Linked DNA regions of Mus musculus: regions 2 and 3 are each linked to region 1. Evidence: chromatin contacts called from public HiChIP or PLAC-seq and promoter capture Hi-C data. All regions are on one chromosome and are shown on one strand. The core of a region is the stretch at or near the end of the contact, and the rest is flanking DNA. Distances in the headings are between cores, read along the strand shown. Region 1 holds the start of Tcfl5 (transcription factor-like 5 (basic helix-loop-helix)). Region 2 holds the start of Ythdf1 (YTH N6-methyladenosine RNA binding protein 1). Region 3 holds the start of Kcnq2 (potassium voltage-gated channel, subfamily Q, member 2).

Region 1 (3,081 bases), core at 1-2,500:
CTCTCCTTTCCCCACCACAAGTCCACATCTGTAAGCCTCTATCCCAAATCTGCACCAGAGGCTTAGCAGCTTCCCATGCCAATCAGGAGGGAGACAGGAGCAAAGAGAACAGTTCCTAGACCTCTTCCTCTCCTTTTGGGGGCGCAGAGAGAGACCAAAAGTTCACAACCCCCAAGGTACTCCTTAGAATTGCCACCTAGCACTTGTATAGAGTACACCCTCCAGATCACCTTCAGGTGATTCAGAACAGACCGGCCTCAGACCCCTATCTAGTACCCAGACTGCCTGCCCCTTTACACTGGCCCTCGCAAGTACAAGACCTGCCCTGGCCCTTGTGTACACGCAGACACCGCAAACAGCCCTGCTGACCCCGTCCAGATATCCTCCCCGACCCAACAGGTGGCCCTGCTGGAGCCCTTCAGATATCCACCCAGATGAGGCAGATGCCCAGAAGGACTGACCCCACCAGCCTACACCAGCTCTGCAATCAGGCCCCTCCTTCCCCGACGCCCCCGCGCCTGCGCCCCGCACGCACTTGTTGAGCGCCACGCCCGACTCGGCGGGCTCAGCACCGCGCGGCGCAGGCGGCTCGGCCGGCATACTGTTGAAGCGGTCCTCCAGACGGACGCGTACGGTCGGCTTGGCCCGGGCCTCCGGTGCGCCGTCGGGCCCCGCACCGCCCGCGCCTTCCTTGGCCACGCCGTCCGCCCGCGTCCGCGTCCCGTCCGCACCGCCGGGCGTCTTCTCCGCCGCGCCCGCCTCGCCCAGCAGCATCATACGCAGCTCCTGGAAGTCGACGTGGCCCAGGCACGGCGCGTCGGCCGCCAGCGGCGGGCACAGCACTGGGTACACGGGCGGCGCCGGCGCCAGCGAGCCCGCCGCGCCCGAGCCCGCGCCCGGGCCGGCCAGCAGCGCGGAGCCCAGGCGCGCCTCGAGCTCGCCGTCCGCCGCCTCCATGTGCGAGTAGAGGATGTGCTGCAGCTGCGTGTACTCCACTTCCGTCATCTCCACCAGGCTCAGGTCGGTGGTCGTGAAGCTCAGCCCCGGCTCTCCCAGCGCCGCGTCCCCGCCGCCCGCGCCCTCGGGGCCCGCCTCGCCGCCCGTCGCGCCCGCCTCAGGCGGCGGCTCCCGCGGCCCGGGGCCCGACATGCCGGCGCGGCGCGGCCCAACGGCGGGGCGCGGGCGCGGGGACGGCGACGCAGACGCGGGCGGGCGGCGAGGCGGGGTCGCGGCCTCCGCAGACGACGCGCCGGCCACCGCGGGCGCGCCGTTGGGGGAGGGAAACCGCTGAGCACCTCAGGAGCAGTGCGCCTGCGCAATCCCGCCCACAACGGTAACCCCACCCCTTTTGGGCCACGCCCCTCCGTTACCCGCCGACCCCCAGCCAACTGCCCGCCCGCTTGCCCCGCCCCCGAATCCTCCCCCCCCCCCAGTGGCCTTGAGTTCAAACCATGGACAGGCCACGCCCCGCGTGGCCACGCCCAGTTTAATCACACCCTCATAAAGACACGCCCACTGCCCCCAAGTTGGCCTTAGGCTGGTCCCCTCCCTGGTCAGCTGCTCCCTGCCCACTTGCCAGGAGCTTGCTACTTGATGCTCCCCATTCCCTACTTAGCCCAGTCTTGCATCTTCCTAGCCATGCCTCTGCAGTGCTACCATGCTTTTTATTAGCTGTCCCCAGCCCAGCCCTTGTTCACCCACTTTGGGTGCTTTATGCAATATGCACTCCAGGTTTCCATTCTATTTCAGTCAAGCTGGGGATTAGACCTAGGGTCTCACATATGCTGAGCTATCTTTCTACCTGCAGAGAAAGCATCAACTCTTTTATACCCAGCAAAGATAGCACCACCATATAACTTTATATCCAGTGTCTGAGTTAGGGTTTCTTTTGCTGTGGTAAAACATGACCAAAATCAGTTTAGGGAAGAAAGGGTTTTCTCTTGACACTTCAATGTAACAATCACTGAAGGAACTCAGGGCAATAACTTAAGCAAGGCGGGTACTGGTGATGGAGAAGCCATGGAGGAGTGTTTCTTACTGTTTTTGTTCCTCATGGCTTGCTCAACCTGCCTTGTTTTGTTTTGTTTTTGTTTTTCGAGACAGGGTTTCTCTGTACAGCCCTGGCTGTCCTGGAACTCACTTTGTAGACCAGGCTGGCCTCAAACTCAGAAATCTGCCTTCCTCTGCCTCCCAAGTGCTGGGATTAAAGGCATGTGCCACCATGCCCAGCTCAACCTGCTTTTTTATAGCAGTACCTCCAGCCCAGGAGTGGCACCATCCACAGTGAGGTGAGCCCACCCACAGCAATTGCCAATCAAGAAGATGCACCACAGGCTTGCCTGCAAAGATAGTGTCATAATTGTATACCTAAGGTGATGGTATCACCTCATAATTCTATGCCTTGCAAAGCTATTTTTAAAACAAGACTGACACTGTGGCCAGACTGGCTTCAAACTTGGGGTGATCCTCTTAACTCAGCCTCTGGATACTGATATTGGAGGTATCTTTTTCCTAATATACAAAATGTAAATAAGCCTAGGATAGAATTCAGAGATAGATGTGTGAGGTCCCAGGTTTGATCTCCAGCATTGGAAGAAAAGTCAAATGGCTATCTTATTACTAGTAGACCTGTACTAAAGGAGATCATACACAAGGAAGGTATAAATTTGGATCTCTACAGCCCAAGGAAGACCTGGATAGATTGAAAATGCTCACTAAAAGTTTTAGAGCTACCACTGACAAGAAAATGAAGGAGGCAACATGGGGTTGCAGTGTAAAGAGGCAAAAGGGGCAAACCAGAAATAAGCAGATGAAATGTTCAAGTCCTACAAGATCACATTACGGAGACATGATTTAAATATGGGAAAATAAGCTGGAGAGATGGCTCAGCAGTTAAGAGAGCACTTGTTGCTCTTACAGAGTACCTCAGTTTGGTTCCCAGCACCTATGTGATAGTTCATGCCATCTGTAACTCCAATTCTAAGGAATCCAATGTTCTCTTTAGATCTCCAGGGCACCAGGCACTCACGAGGTGTTTGTACCTATGTGCAAGCAACGCATACACATAAATCTAAAGAACAT
Region 2 (2,948 bases), core at 209-2,708, 280 kb after region 1:
TTGTGATTTCCCTCCCCACCCCCCGCCCCAAGGTGGGACCGAACCCAGGGTTTCCCTATTCCAATCCAATACTCTACTCCAGGCAAATAGCGGACACATGCTTTAAGAGCCTAGTTATGCAGAGATCTGAGGGCAGGATGCTCAGCTGGAAAGGGCTGTAACCTAAGCTTACTATCATCTGATTCTCCACTTACTTTCCACTGTTACAGTGCACAGCCAGGAAAGGAAAGGAAAGGAATGGTAAATAAAGTGTTGGGCCTTTTCCAATCTTAAAACACGATGAGCCATATTTGGTTACACCCAAGTAACAACAACATGCACTGGTTAAAAACAGTCTTCCCAGGATTTAGTGTCACTCTGGAGTTCTCATAAGAGTTTTGGAAGTTTATTACAAGCCAGAATATCACAGGAGATAACAATAAACTTACAATGACTATAGCTAAGGATGGAGGGCAGGGCCTCCGGATCCACAGCTAGCTGGCTGACTCTCCTCCAGAGCCATCCACTACCTAGCAACAGAGGACCAGTCAGTCACTCAGACCTCTGCGAGGCCGTCTGATCACCATTTCTTTCCCCACCAGGTAACTGTTCTGGCAGGGTCAAGGGGGAAATTGCAAAATATTATCTGAACTACTCCGGGTACGCCTTTATTTTTCTAGTTCCCCTCCAATCTGTCAAGTACCCCGGAAATAGAAACTTTCATCTCCTCCAAGCTTACGGGAGGAAACTAAGTTTCAGATCCCAGGCTGGCTTGGTGGACTTTCTCTGTCCACACGGACTGGCGCTGCCCCGTTCTCCTCTCAAGTCCGGACAACTTCCCGGAACTCTCCTCACCTTTATTATCTTGTCCTTTTGTTCTCTGCATCGCCGCAGGCCAGGATATGCGGGTGGACACCACCCAGCCCGGGAAAGGAAACACAAAGTTACTATCCGAAAAGAACGCTACCCGGAGGGCGACCCGACCCCGACCGGGCCTCCAGATCTCCCACACTTTGATCACAGCCAAGCCCAGCGACCCCGCCATTGGACCCCAGAACCGTGGCCCGGCCTGGTATTCAGATCTTCGACCCGGCCTCCCTGTTCCCAGTCCGGACCCCGCACCCTAACCCCAGCTCAGCCTCCAGGTCCCCGGCGCGGCCCAGACCGCAACCTGTCTTGCCCTGTCCACGGCCTGCTCTCGTGACCGTGGTCCCGAGACGCCCCTACCTGGGGGTCCACGCTGGTGGCCGACATGCTTCATGAACAGCGCGGCGCGGGACCCGGGCGCCGCCGGCTCGGGCCTCCCACGAGGCCGGGCCTGTCACGCCGCGCGCGGCCCCGTGCCCCGCCGCCAACTCCGCGGGTGCGGCCGGGCGCGGCGGCAGCTGTAGGCACGCGGGCCGGAACAGCGGGAAGCAGCGGAAGGTAGCGGACAGGCTGAGGGGGCGCCGACTCCAATGGCGGCCGCGGCGGCTGGGACGAAGCTACGCGACGTCAGCGCGCGGGGCAGGCCGGGAGCGCCGTCGAGTCGCCACCATTGCGCCTGCGCACCGTCGCTCCTCGCCCAGGATTTCGCGCTTGGGACTCAGTCTCGCGCTGGAGGGGCGGGACCGGACCGGATGGGGCGGGGCGACTCGAGAGTCACGTGGGGCTCCTGGGGCGGCGCCTATTGGGGAGACGGTGTGAGGTTGTAGTTTAGCTACACCTGTCCCAGAGTTTTGTGGCTGCTGGGCTGGCCTCCTAGCCTGCCCCGTGACAATATGAACCTGACAGGAGTGTGCCAGAATAACCAGTATTCGCGTTAGATTCTGTACCTGATTCCATCACCCAGGGTAAAAACAAGAGGACTTTGAGGAAAGCTAGACGGCCCCCTTTGGGTTCCACGTGGGGAAAGTTCATCCGTCAAAGAGTCTCCAACAAAGAACTCACCCCATTAGCCATTTAGCCATTCACTTTCAGGCAAGCTCTTTGCTCAGTGAACCTGCTACCACACACAGACTCCTCCTCCCTGTTCCCGTCGTTAAAAAAAGTTTTATTTGAGGTTTAGAGCAATGGCTCAGTGCTCAAGACTACTTGCTGTTCTTACAAAGGACCTGGGGCTAGTTCCAACACCCACATGATGGCTTACAATTCTCCAGTCTCAGGGGTTCCAGAACTCTTTTTCTGGCATTGAATGCACGTGATGCATATATAGACAAGCAGGCACACACACACACACATAAAATAAAACAAATCTTTTGAATGTAATTTTAAAAAGATTTATTAATTTTAATCTTATGTGTATGAGTGTTTTGCCTGCATGTATGTCTATGCACTGCATGTGTGCCTGGTGCTCAAGGAGGCCAGAGGAGGGTGTCAGATACCCCAGAACTGGAGTTATAGATGGTTCAGACCCCAAAGTGGATGCTGAGAATTGAACCTAGATTCTCTAAAAGAGCAGTAAATGCTCTTATACCTTGACCCTGAGCCATCTCTCCAGCCCCTTTAAAATAAATGTTATTTGTATGAGTGTTTTGCTTGCATGTATATATGTGCACTATAGGTGCACTTGGTGAATGTGAAGGGTCAGAAAAGGTGTCTGATAGCCTGGAACTGGAATAACAGGCAAATTTGTGACCTATCATGTGATTGCAAGAACATTGCTAGGGACCAAACCCCAGATGCATCCACACATCCCTTCTGGGGCATGTTTGGTCCCTGGATTTGTTGTAGTAAATGTCCTAGCTTCTGATGCACATCATCAATAGGAGGACACCAGAGCGAGGCACATGCAGGTGGATCACTGGGTTGAAGGGCACAGCTGTCAGCCATTTTGTAGATGTTAGATGTCCTCCAGGGAAGCTGGGTTGAAGTTTCTGTTGAAGAGCTGATGGATGGAGCCCAGAGGCTATAAGCTCTGTATTCAAGTAACACCTGGCTGGAACAAGCCTTTGCTGTGTGCTGGGCTTGGTTCACTCAACAGCTGGCCC
Region 3 (3,288 bases), core at 507-3,006, 490 kb after region 1:
AGGCTGCTTCCCTTGGACAGCCTTATTGGTGAAACCTTTGCCTTGGAGAATTTCAGGACTATCCACTGGAACACACACATACACACACACACACTACTCATAGGTTGTGATGACCCCCAGGACATCATTCTGCAGGCATCCAGTAATTTCCTTCTATGGACCTTTCCTTGTCCCCAAACCTATTCACATATCACATGCAGAATACTCCCAGGCCCACTCATGGGACACATATCCTACCAAGGCCAGGACAAGTGGGCACCTCGATAGAGACTTTTCCTGAACATGGGTCTCACTCCCATCCCCAAATGATGCTTCTCATACAAAATGGCCGAGTCTTAGTGCTCCTCCTCTGTCCCTGGTTCTACTGGAATAGGAGAGCCAGCGTCCTTGCATTGGGAGGTTATGCATACTAACATAAACACACACACACACACACACACACACACACACTCATGTATGCGTGAAACAGGTTCGACTCTTTCTGGCTCTGCCCCAGAAGGAGTCCCAGACTTGGGGACAGGAGCAGCCCCTTCCAGGCCCAAAGCTGGCAGTACTGGGGGATAATAGTCTCTCAAGGATCTAAAGCCCAGAATGTGTAGCGAGATCATCAGCAGGTACAAAGGGACTACTTAGAGTGTAGAGAACAGGAGAGTGGGCCTCCGGAGATGAGTACAGGCAACTGCCCTCAGCCAGGGCTGAGGTGATGGGATGTTATGTCCCCTCCCCATTTCTGCAACCCGGAAGCTCAGAGAGGTAGCAAGAGGTTAGGAGGATGACTGAGATGAGGCCAATCTTCTGCATTGCCCCTACTTGGATGTCGGAGAGAACCCACGGGGATGCAGAGGGGCGAATGAGTTCAGACCTAGAGCTGAGCCGCCCTCCCTCCTAGGCGGCCCTTTGTTCCGCGCTGCGGGCCGTGGGGAGGGGCCTCTCGGGCTGAGGGGGGCTGGGGCGCCAGTACATCCCGTCCTGCGGGGGAAGGGCTGGTACAACCCAGCCTGGCGGCCGTAACCCTCCCCCTCCCCAAATAAAACAGTCCCTGACTACAGAATGATCTCCAAAGTCACTCTCCAATCCCTATCCTTTGCTTTAACCCGAGACTGCAATGCCACGACCCAAACCCCACGCCCACGACGCGAACCAGGCGCGCGCGCGGACACGCACACCAGGGCCCCTCAGTCCACCGCAGCTGCGCCTGCTATCAACCCGCGGCCCGGCCAGGGTTTCGCCAGGCCCACCGCTCACCACATCGCGGGCCACTTACACGTAGGCGTGGTAGATGAACGCCCAGCCGCGGGGCCGCTCTAGCACGTTGTAGAGGAAATTCTGCAGCTTGCGGTAGAAGGCGTTGCGCTTCGGGGGCTTCCCGGCTCCCGCGCCGCCCGTCCGCGGCTTGCTCAAAACGCTGCCGCGCTTGGGGGCCTCGGAGCCCGCGATGAGTAGCGCGCCGTCGCGTGTGGAGTCGGGCGCGCCGGGGTCCAGCCCCACGAAGCCCACCTTGAGCTTCTTTTCCCCGCTGGTGCCGGGGTACACGCCACCGTTGCGCGACTTCTGCACCATGGTGCCTGCGGCGCCCTATCGGGCGCGGGCTCAGCGGGGGCGGCGCGCGGGGGGTGGCGCGGGCCCCAGCCCAGGCCTCCGGTCCGGCAGCCGCATGGCGAGGCGGCTGCGGCTCTGCGTTCCTACCTGGCCCGGCCGCGCGCGGGGACGCTGCGGCCACCCGGCTCCGCGCGCGCCTCGGTGCCTGGCCGGCTTCCGCGAGGGCTCCTCCCGCCGCCCCGCCCCGCCCGCCTTAACCCCTACGACGCCATTGTAGTGGCAGGCAGGGAGAGCTGGTCCAGGTGTACTGCCTCACAGGACAACCCTTCCTGCTCTCCTAGCCCGGTAATCCTTGAGGGGGAGTCCAGCCCTGCCGTCACCGCTGAGAGGGCAAAGCACCAGAGTTGACCTGGAGTCGGCAAGTGGACACCTTTGGAAGGATCCTGGCCATTGTCAAGTTCGGTGTTAAAGATTCAGCCCACAAGGATCTTGGCTCTTAGCATCAAGAGGGCCAGACATGAGGAAGGCCCAGCACTTCCTCTGGGTGTGCAGGGAAATTTGTACAGGCTCTCTAAGGGTAACCAGAGCAGTGCCTAGAGCAGAATCCTTGCCCACCTCCAGGCTTACTGAGCCAACTGTACATGGTTATGGAGGAGGCACCAGCCTGGCCCACCCAGTCAGAAGAGGCCTTAGGTACAAGGTGTTTGTGGGTGGGGTGGGGGGAGGGAAGTGCTGCCCACTCCTTGCACGGGCTGGCTTTACCATCACCTCTGGGTCATCTTCCATTCAAGTCTCTGTAAAAGAACTGTAAGTTTTATAAGTCAGGTTGGAGAGATAGCTCAGTAGTTAAGAGCACTGACTGTTCTTTGAAAAGACCTGGGTTTGGTTCCCAGTACCCACATGACATTAGGAACTTAACTCCAATACCAGAGAATGCAAAGACCTCTTGTGGCCTTCTTGAGCACTGAAAGCTTGTGGTACTCATACATACACGCAGGCAAAACATACCCACTAAACATAACGTAAAAATAAACAAATCTCAAAATAGTATTTTTAAAATAACTAAATAAGTGATTACAGATCGTAGATGGCAACTGGGAAGAGCCTAGCTCATTCTATCCACCCTCCTGGGACAATCAGAGCCCAAACCGGGCAGTGGTGCTGCAAACCTTTAATCCTAGCACTTGGGAGGCAGAGGCAGGCAGACCTCTGTGAGATTGAGGCCAGCCAAGTCTACAGAGAGAGTCCCAGGACAGCCAGAACACACAGAAATTTTGTCTGGGGATGGGGTGAGTCAGAGCCCTGAGGGATAAAAGGTTCTGGTTCCCTAGGAAGGAAATGTGTTCCAAGAGGAGGCACTGAAAGGAAGGCAAAGGTCAAGGTTCTCTAGAGTTCCATAACACCAACAGATACAAACTTACTCATCTTCTCTTTTGGGGGGAAAATGGGGACACACCCTTGAAGTCGTTATGAGCCCACAAACTTTCTGGTACTGTAGAGTATGACACACACACACACAACACTGGGAAAGTTCATGGGAGAGTAAAGTTGGTGTAGAGATCTCTGCATTCCCAAGAGCTCTGCTCTCTACCTATGTTATTTGTACCAACAGCTTTACCACATTTCAGAAGGTTCTAGAAAGTGATTCCTTCGTTGTGGCTTACGGCTCCCTCCTTCCTCTGCTTAAGATGTCTTCCCAGGAAGCTGGCTCATTAATCATTTATGGGTTTTTTTTTTAATACCACGTCT

Evidence for each region. Promoter capture Hi-C pulls out the DNA fragments that hold promoters and counts their contacts. HiChIP or PLAC-seq counts read pairs in DNA pulled down with a chosen protein or histone mark.
Region 2: an H3K27ac HiChIP or PLAC-seq map of embryonic stem cells shows a contact between it and region 1, with 3 times the contacts expected there. The contact joins the promoter of Ythdf1 here to the promoter of Tcfl5 in region 1. A contact is called at or near these places in 2 of 39 promoter capture datasets (liver and stem cell-derived epiblast-like cells), 1 of 484 Hi-C or Micro-C datasets (the N1E-115 cell line) and 2 of 115 datasets of contacts at active chromatin or transcription factors (both in embryonic stem cells).
Region 3: a contact with region 1 is called in a promoter capture Hi-C map of liver, with 4 times the contacts expected there. The contact joins the promoter of Kcnq2 here to the promoter of Tcfl5 in region 1. A contact is called at or near these places in 8 of 39 promoter capture datasets (the 3T3-L1 cell line, the C10 cell line, embryonic stem cells and 4 more), 1 of 484 Hi-C or Micro-C datasets (embryonic stem cells) and 2 of 9 other capture datasets (embryonic stem cells and pancreatic islet).

The regions. Positions count from the first base shown.
Region 1 is chr2:180,641,441-180,644,521 of GRCm38.p6, forward strand. It overlaps Tcfl5 (transcription factor-like 5 (basic helix-loop-helix)), which reads right to left and starts at 1,251. Exons shown (of 6, transcript NM_001360335.1): 1 at 536-1,251. The coding sequence starts at 1,149.
Region 2 is chr2:180,919,478-180,922,425 of GRCm38.p6, forward strand. It overlaps Ythdf1 (YTH N6-methyladenosine RNA binding protein 1), which reads right to left and starts at 1,459. Exons shown (of 5, transcript NM_173761.3): 1 at 1,207-1,459; 2 at 835-859. The coding sequence starts at 1,233.
Region 3 is chr2:181,133,533-181,136,820 of GRCm38.p6, forward strand. It overlaps Kcnq2 (potassium voltage-gated channel, subfamily Q, member 2), which reads right to left and starts at 1,757. Exons shown (of 17, transcript NM_010611.3): 1 at 1,265-1,757. The coding sequence starts at 1,560.